Regions from separate parts of the Bombyx mori genome. Here region 2 is linked to region 1. The links are chromatin contacts, called in public Hi-C maps. All regions are on one chromosome and are shown on one strand. The core of a region is the stretch at or near the end of the contact, and the rest is flanking DNA. Distances in the headings are between cores, read along the strand shown. Region 1 holds the start of LOC100216351 (autophagy related protein Atg3-like protein). Region 2 holds the start of LOC732872 (karyopherin alpha 3).

The links. A called contact is a pair of places that touch in the nucleus more often than the background predicts.
Region 2: a Hi-C map of posterior silk gland shows a contact between it and region 1, with 1.8 times the contacts expected there. The contact joins the promoter of LOC732872 here to the promoter of LOC100216351 in region 1. A contact is called at or near these places in 3 of 7 Hi-C or Micro-C datasets (middle silk gland, posterior silk gland and whole pupa).

Annotation. Positions count from the first base shown.
Region 1 is chr4:17,562,461-17,566,862 of ASM3026992v2, forward strand. It overlaps LOC100216351 (autophagy related protein Atg3-like protein), which reads right to left and starts at 2,142. Exons shown (of 7, transcript NM_001142489.1): 1 at 2,071-2,142; 2 at 1,593-1,781; 3 at 1-34. The coding sequence starts at 2,142. It overlaps LOC101738081 (mitochondrial fission 1 protein), which reads left to right and starts at 3,068. Exons shown (of 5, transcript XM_004925765.5): 1 at 3,068-3,293; 2 at 3,380-3,493. The coding sequence starts at 3,249.
Region 2 is chr4:18,106,294-18,110,748 of ASM3026992v2, forward strand. LOC732872 (karyopherin alpha 3) reads right to left here and starts at 3,146. Exons shown (of 9, transcript NM_001046875.1): 1 at 2,867-3,146; 2 at 2,073-2,771; 3 at 1,369-1,611. The coding sequence starts at 2,929. It overlaps LOC101739397, which reads left to right and starts at 4,360. Exons shown (of 4, transcript XM_062668400.1): 1 at 4,360-4,455.

The DNA.
Region 1 (4,402 bases), core at 892-3,391:
CTATCACTTTCTCTTTATCTTCACAGTATTCAATCTAGAAAGAAATTAAACATTAACCCAATTAATATCTAGTGGGTTGGATGGCCAGTTTGCACTTTACATACATGCATAGCTGAATGTTTTCTTTAATATGTGTATTTTTTATTCTAATTTCTAATGTATTTTTTTTTCTTTAAATAAATACCAAGAAATTTTTCAAATATCGAGTACTATTTTTTAAAATTAATTATGCTACTTATTTTAAGTGATCTCCGCTACCATGATGAAGTACAACCCAACAAGCAGGAAATTCTCTATTATTTGATGTCTCTAAATTGCGCCTATTTTTCGTGATAGTATAACAGCAGTATAAAAGAAAATGTTGAGCTGGCACGGATATTTTACCACAAAGCAGTCTATATAAAACCTTCACAAACCAGAATAAAATCTTTAGTATCTAATATAATGGAGCTTTGTTAGGCAATCTAGGAATTTAGGTGTAAGTGGGAATCGTTGGAATCTAATACTTTATCACTGTTATGGTAACAGCATACAATTGAAACTGCAAAATGAGTTAATTTGGTAATTATACTATTTGGGTTATAGGGTTGCAAGTTTACTAAGTGTCCAGCAATAGATTATGTGATTATTAATTTTATTAAAAAAAATACCTTTATAATTTAACAAATTTGAAGTACAATTCAATACAACTTTACTGCCTGTTACAAGCTCAAGTAACCATAATCAAAACTCCTTAGTAAGTACTTGTTCTCAGCCGTGTGGAGACATCCACAGAGAAACTTTCAGCTTATATAAAACAAAAAAGGTCTAGGCATCACAAGATCATGCTCTAGATTATTACTTTATCCAGATAGTTTTGTGTTTACACATGTGTAAAAGTAAAAAATTATTTTACAAAGTGTTAGAAAGACATTAGTCATTAGACAAAGAAATTTCAAATTAAATAAACACAATTCAACACTTCAGTTGTGCTTGACTATGATAACTTTAGTCATCTTGGGCGATGGTTGTAATTATAATGTCTTTCCAAATACAAATGGACACAAAGAAAGTTTTTATTTAAGACGAACACAAAATATACAAAGAAGGTGAAAGTAACAAGAAATAGATAGTCCAAGCAACACAAGCGGTACACGAAACAAAAAGTAATAATTAAAAGGCGTAGTACAGAAAGAATAACACGGGATGCATGCTCGCATATCAGATTTCGACTGGTGGCGGTGGATCGGTAAAAATGCAACGACCGGTTCGTCTATGCACCGATGTACTAGCGAAATATTATCGTCGCCGCTATACTGCAGTTATCGCCCGACTTTAGTTGTGGATTTAATTTTGTTTAGTGTAAATAATGTTTTGTATGATTGTGTGATAAATGAATGTGTTGATATAAAATAAAGTAAGTATGTATGTGTTGTTGTGTAGTGTAATTATAATAAAATATTATAAAATAAATAAATACATGTGAGTCACCCACAATAACTACAAAAATTTTGAAATAGCTATTGCAAAATGACAACTTCTTGCGGAGGTTGTCATAAAAACTGAAGAAGCCGTGATATCTATTGTAACTTACAAAAATTGTTTTAGCTTACTTGTTTACATCGTCTGTAGCATGGCACATTTCGAGTTATAAGGAATTGTTTGTCTGCAGGAAGGTAAGGCCTAATCTTAGCTTCCTCTCCCTTTGCCCACTGCCAGGTAGGGCAGTGGTGTACCAGGTGGTCACCAGCAGCTACAAACTCTTCAGGAGTCAGTACACCAGTTTCTTGAAATTTCGATTCCTAGAAATAAGTGAAGTTAATATAAATAAGCCTTTGGTTTGTTTTCAAATTTCTTAGTAACCTAATTGACTTGCAAATGATCCTCAAATCCCCATATTCTGGAATTACCGTTCAAATTGTGAGACACTCACTACAGAATATTACATTTTAAATAAATATGAAGCATAGAAATAAATATTTATTTTTACAGGGTAAAAAGATTATCAATATGTTCGGTCAGTCACCGATTCATATATATAATGAGTAATTTCAATATGTATGTAATTAATAATGATCGTGATAAACGTACCTTCAACACCGGTGTCAAGTAACCGGCCACGCCAAGAGCAGTTCCCTTTACTGTGTTTATTACACTTTGCATTGTGATGTCCCTAATAGGATTATGGGTTGTTAAAAAAACTATGAGCTGTCTTTTACACTATCTACTACGTATACCTAGCAATTGCCGGCCCACAAAAGAACTTATCAATTTGACCAAATTTGACAATTCAATTTGATTTGATTTAATTCTTTGTTCAAGTGTTTTCTCGTTCGGTGGTTACCGTTCTCGAATATATTAAGTGTATAATCTATGGTTACCGTATGTACCATAGATTTTAAACCATGGAGTTAATAAGTATAGTAACTCTATGTTTTAAACTTAATCTCTGTCTGTAATTTTAATTCAGTTTAAGCAGTGACACTTTTGCTGCAGGGATCTCGAACATTGTACCTATGCGTGTGTTGCCTGTGGTATTCGTATCGTTAGGTTTTCGCTCATGTCATGTCATGCGGCCCGTACACACGTTAACTCTCTCCAGGTCATCCAATCTTGTTTCTGCAGGATAGCCGTCAGAGCGTCGTGGTATGTGAGGAATGTAAATCTTCACGACGATCTAAATTTAGTACCGATTCGTAAATATCTTATGGAAGCGTCAGAAGGTCAGAGCGTTATTCAACAAAACGGTGCCACACGCAAGTAGATTATGCGAAGCCTACTCTAGTAGGACTAGTGGTAGCAAATTCTTTCAGGTCGAGTTTGTGAGCTTACCTAGCCGTCGGGAATAGCTTCTTAAGCTACCAACGAATAAATAGAGAAAAAAAATCATTTGCTTGAAAAATTGTAGCGAGATATGACTTTAGTCTTTTCTATAAAGACTTTTAATCCCTTTGGCTTTGTTACTAGGTCTTTTTTATAATACTAAGTAAATGTACTTTCTAACTTTTTCAGTACCTAAATTATTTCGAAATATACTGTGTGGTCGGATGTTTTTGCCTTTCTTAACCTGGAAAAACTTAAGTGCCACTGAATCATCATGAACGATGTCAAACATTCAATGTCAAAATTGTCAAACAATCCATAATTCCATTTATTCTGCATTGCAAATCTACCAATTTCTCGTAATAAACCTTACACGGTACACCTATTTTTCTTTTTGTAAACGTTAAATATCTAATCAAAGTTATCATTTATAGTAACCGGCTACAATGGAAGACGTATTAGACGAGATTGTTTCATCGGAAGATTTGCAAGTAACGATTAAAACTTTGTTGTTGATAGTGACTCACAAATAAATTTACAATTGTTCATAAATCTTTGTTTGTTTTTTTTTTTGTAGAAATTCGAGAGGGTCTTTCATGAACAATTGCATCAAGGGAACGTTTCCCACAAAGCCCAGTTTGAATACGCATGGTGTTTAGTGCGCAGCAAGTATCCAACGGATATACGAAAGGTACATTTATTTACAAATACATAGTATAAAAACTGACGTCAATTTTACAGATCTCATTACAGTGGTATGTCAGAATATTATGCATATCATCAACTTGACTTGTTTTTGCCAAATTTGCTAAACAAAGCCATATTTATATATTTAAACATTAAGATATCTAAATATTTAATACAAATATACTTAATATAGAATACTATAGTCGGATTTTTTATTAGACGAAGTCAACTGACGTTTACTGTGTTGTCAGTTTTTGATGAAATAAAAATAATGTTGTGACAAAGTGAACGATTGAAAAAACTCCTGAATTAATAAAATTGCCTCGATTGTCTAGTGAACAGTTGGTGTGCCGAATTGCCGATATCGGGTACGGGTTTCGAATTTTAGGCGTGCTTTGTACATACCAACGAGTTTTCGACGAAATATTATGTTCCTATAGTATCTACCTGTACTGAATACCGAGTGTTTTAATTAAGAAAAACACTGCGAGGAAGCTTGTAAGACTGTCATATTTCCAATACATCATGTAGTTGAAATTATAGATGTATAAAATATAACAATTATAGGTAGGTAATGAAAATAAAAAAAGCTGATTGTAGTTACATACTATTAGCAACATATATTGGAGCACTTTAATACAATTTTATTGTAAAATATAAATAATACTCTTTTATAGTTTGAAATTAATGATTAACTCTTCACACTCATTGTTCATTTGTGATTGAACGAGAACTGAACGCATCACTATTACTTTAAATATAGCAACATTATTTCACAAAGTGACATTAGCTACTGTCAGCTAGCTTCGTCTAATTAAAAATCCGACTATAGCACTGAATATCACTACATTAGAAGAAACGATTGTTGTTTCTGATATTTTTAAACCATTCATTTCATTTCCTGTTAGTTAAG
Region 2 (4,455 bases), core at 1,896-4,395, 540 kb after region 1:
AACTCTAATTGAGTGATTTGAGATTAAAATGTTACTCAAATCAAAATTAACAGACATTTACAAAATATTGATAGTATTCAAGTATTTCAACAATATTTATCTATTGTGATTGAATTTTTTTAATAGCTTTGTGATTGGTTTAAGTTTCAACTGTTCATTACATACCCATAATAATTGAGATGAAAAAGATTTTTTCATACCAAATACAAACAGCATCTCCACAATGCTCTAATAATGGCATTAAATTCCTCTACAAGGAAATCAGTTATATGGTGTTTCAGTATTTCAGTGGTACACAATATTTAATCTGGATCATTCTTTGACAATAAATAGTGAGTTTTTATTTGTATTTTGTCAATGGCAAGTGACTAAGCATCTGTCTATTACATCAGCTTATCTGCTTAATCTATGGATTTGATGAACATACTGTTATGCTACTTTTTAATACCAGAAAAAAAGACCTTCTACAGATTTTAAAATTTCTTCTATTTTAACTATCGTTTTACTCTATGAACAATAGTCAATTTAAGTGAAGGGTAAATTCTTTTTTTTTATTGCTTAGATGAGTGGACGAGCTCACAGCCCACCTGGTGTTAAATGGTTACTGGAGCCCATAGACATCTACAATGTAAATGCGCCACCCACCTTGAGATATAAGTTCTAAGGTTTCAAGTATAGTTACAATAGCTGCCCCATCCTTCAAACCGAAAAGCATTACTGCTTCACGGCAGAAATAGGCAGAGCGGTGGTACCTACCCGTGCAGACTCACAAGAGGTCCTACCACCAGTAATTACGCAAATTATAATTTTCCAGGTTTGATTTTTATTACACGATGTTATTCCTACACCATGGAAGTCAATCGTGAACATTTGTTGAGTACGTATTTCATTAGAAAAATTTGTACCCGCCTGAGATTCGAACACCTTACGTCTTATCCTTTAGGCCACGACGATGACAAATAATATGACGACGATAATTCTTAATCATTATCCTCATCATACAATGATCTGTTATCTTTCTGTGCTGTTTTCATTTCAAAATTTACACAAAATACAAATAATATTACTGTCAGTAAAAGAATTAAATTCTTATCTGTTGATTGTCATTAGACCAATACTATAATATTTGATAACAAGCGGTGTTTAATTAATATAATGCACTACGTTTATTGAATATTACTTTAAACTTATAATGAAACCACAGAAAAAGATGATCTATTCCATTAATGCGAGCAGTACAGAGAAATACTTATGCATTTTTACTTTTGATGATATCTGTATTTGCAAGTTTATCAAAATCCTAAAATATTGTATAATTTGTGATTAAAACAAATCTTTAACTTTAAAATACTTTAAAAATTTACTCACCGGATGAGTCAGTAAAGCCGGGAAGTGTGAGAGAGCATCGCAGTTCAGGACAACTTGAGTTTGTTCGTCTGTTCCTGTGACAATGTTACCAACTGCTCTTAGGGCGGCCGTCTGTACTTTCACTTCCTTGTGCGACAACAACGGAATCAAGGTTGTTACTATACCAGATTCTATCACCATTTGGATTTGTTCATTGCCCCCATCTGTTAGATAACTAATGGCCCAAACAGTATCAACAAGAACCTGTAAAATATCAGCTATTTAGTTATAAGGTCAATGTCCTTTTATCTGTCTTACATTTTATTTTTAGTAGGTTTCTTTTATCGTGATGAAGCTTAAAATATCATATCACTTAAATATATTATAATTAATATGACAGAAGCACTTGTTTTATATTCATCACTATATTACAAATTAATTTTTCTAAATTACAAATTTTTTTTATTGCCTTTGTAGGCATATGGCTGTCAAGCTTCTGTCTTCTGTCAAGTCAAGTTTAGAGAAATGTCATGAGTATGTTTCATATATGCTTGAAAATGGCTCAGTTTTAATTTGATAAATTAAATATTGCTTGTCTAATTAATGGTTATTTAAAATACACTGACATAAGATATAAGATTTCGGTGACAGCAGACAAGTTTTAAACTCAACATAACTTGATCAGCCACATAATATGTTTGTAAACAAAAAAATTATTTACTCACACTACTGTCGTTGTGTAGGATTAGAACATTTAAGGCAGGCAGTATCTCCTGGATGGTTTTCAGAGGTGGTGGTGGATCTTTACTCCTGCAGAGGTTGACAATCACCCATGTTACATTCCTGAGGAATGGGATTGGTATGTCTGATTTGATTAAGCTCAGTAGTGGTTTGACAACTCCTAGTTCTATCACAAAGTCTCGAAGGACTGGACCGTCGCCGATTATGTTACCGAGGGCCCATACTGCCTGATCACATACGTTTTCATGAGGTGACATCAAGAGCTGAAGGAATACAGGTACTGCACCGGCATGGACTACTTTGTTTGTTTGTGCAGACGTTCCGGAAGCTATGTTTGTTAAAGCCCAAGCGGTCTCGAATTGTAACGCTGGATTGTCAGCCCTCGAAAGGCACTGAACTAGGATGGGGAGTATTCCAGCAGCTATGAGCTCATCAATAGGCGGGTTTTTATCACACGAGAGCAGTTTTCTGCATTGTTGCACAGCAGCCAACTGTGCTTCAGGGTTTTCTGCGTTGGCAGCGTTCATCACCAGCTCATCAAGGTCGGTGGTAGCGAGGTTCTTGTCGATCTCCTCCTCATCGGTAGAATAGCTAATGGGCACATTACGCCGTTTCTGAAGTGTTTCCTCTCTTTTGTTTTTTCTTAACTCGACTGTGACTTCATTCCTTCGCCTGCGCATTTCCTGGAAACAAAAAATGCAAAGTGAGTCCAAGACTCGTCAAGCCTAGTTCGCATGGTATTTTTTCTACGCTATAATATATTCATTCGTATACTTACATCGACATCTTTGCCTGCATTCTTGAACACATGCATGCGGTTTTTCGCTTGATCAGTCGCCATTTTATCTGTGCTCGCTGTCTCGACACAGTACGTGGTAATTACACAAAGAAACAAAGAATCAACATAAAATTACTAAGCAGTAAACTAATCAAACATGTTTTACGCCACTATACGAGCGATGGTGGTTTAACCTCTATTTTCACGAAATATTCTACAACTCATAAAGGATAGTCCGTTTCCTTCAGAAATCTTTTTATTTTAGGAATTTATGACTTGACTTGTCTGATCAGTGTTGCCAACTAAAAATGTTTTAGGAATACTGGCCAATGCCAAGTCAAACAGAGTTTTGGGATAAAAATATTTTTTCAATTTTAATATTCGTTTTTGTTTCAATGAATACAGTGTAGAATCATTGAAATTGAGTATTTTTAATACAAAGTAAGCATTTAATCAATCAATTTAATCAATTTTATATTTTAATCGAGTCCTTCGTCCAGTCATTGCAGTTAGTGATACTATCTTAACGGTACGACGAGGTTTGAGATGAAAATCTCCCATCAAATTCAGTATTTTTATTTTTATTATCGCTGCTACATAAAGGCAGACAAGTTCACAGCCCATATAATGTCTAGTTGTCATTGGAATAAAGCTAGGTCTTGTTCGCCTCGAAACTCAAAAAATCCTACCTCTCAGACTAGAACGTAAACACAGAAATCTTCAACTTCTTCAATTTCTGCAGATTCACAACAAGCTCTACTTCGCAACAGAACTTCTTGGTGTACCGTAAATAGGAATAAGAATAGTAGAGAAAGTTATGTAGAAAAAGCAAGGTAAGAATACTACTAAGGATGAATAGTATTATTTATGAATTTAATAATTATTGTATGAATTTAAATAGTTGTTTTCGCTCATTAGAAGCCGATACTTCGGTGTAAAAAATAATTTCAATATATGCAAATAATGAATATCATTTTATTAAAAAAAAAGGGTTTAGCCAGAGTTTAAATATTGTTATAGTAATTTGTGTTTACGTTATAAAAAATACACTTAATTTTGTTTCATTCCTCGGATAGCTTGTTGAATTTTACGGCAACTCATGTCTCATGCGCTCATCGTAAAAAAATCAAATAGACCGAATACCTATACGGCCCTATCTATGGTACCTATCTACCCATGCGGGTTTAAAATACGCTTTAACACCAGTAATTATTCTTAATTTACAAACTTGACAGATTTGGTTTTTATTACAAAATGTTACAACTTCATCGTGGAAGTCGTAATGATTGAAGAAGTAATACATAAAAAAATGGAAGGATAGTAACGGTTAGAATGACAGCTTTGTTCATGAACTATCAATAACTAAAATGAGAATTGTTACTATTGATAAAATTAGTCGAGTTCGAAATTACTATGAAGGTCTTGATCAATTCGTTTCAATCGACTAAAACACAAATGTTGCTATATGGCGTAAAGATTTTGGTATCTAGCAACGCATGAAATTATTGATGAATTTTGTCAGTCATTTCAAGACTGCGTTTCTGTAACACTGAATATTTATTGAAGTTGAAATCGTAGTGGATTAGGGT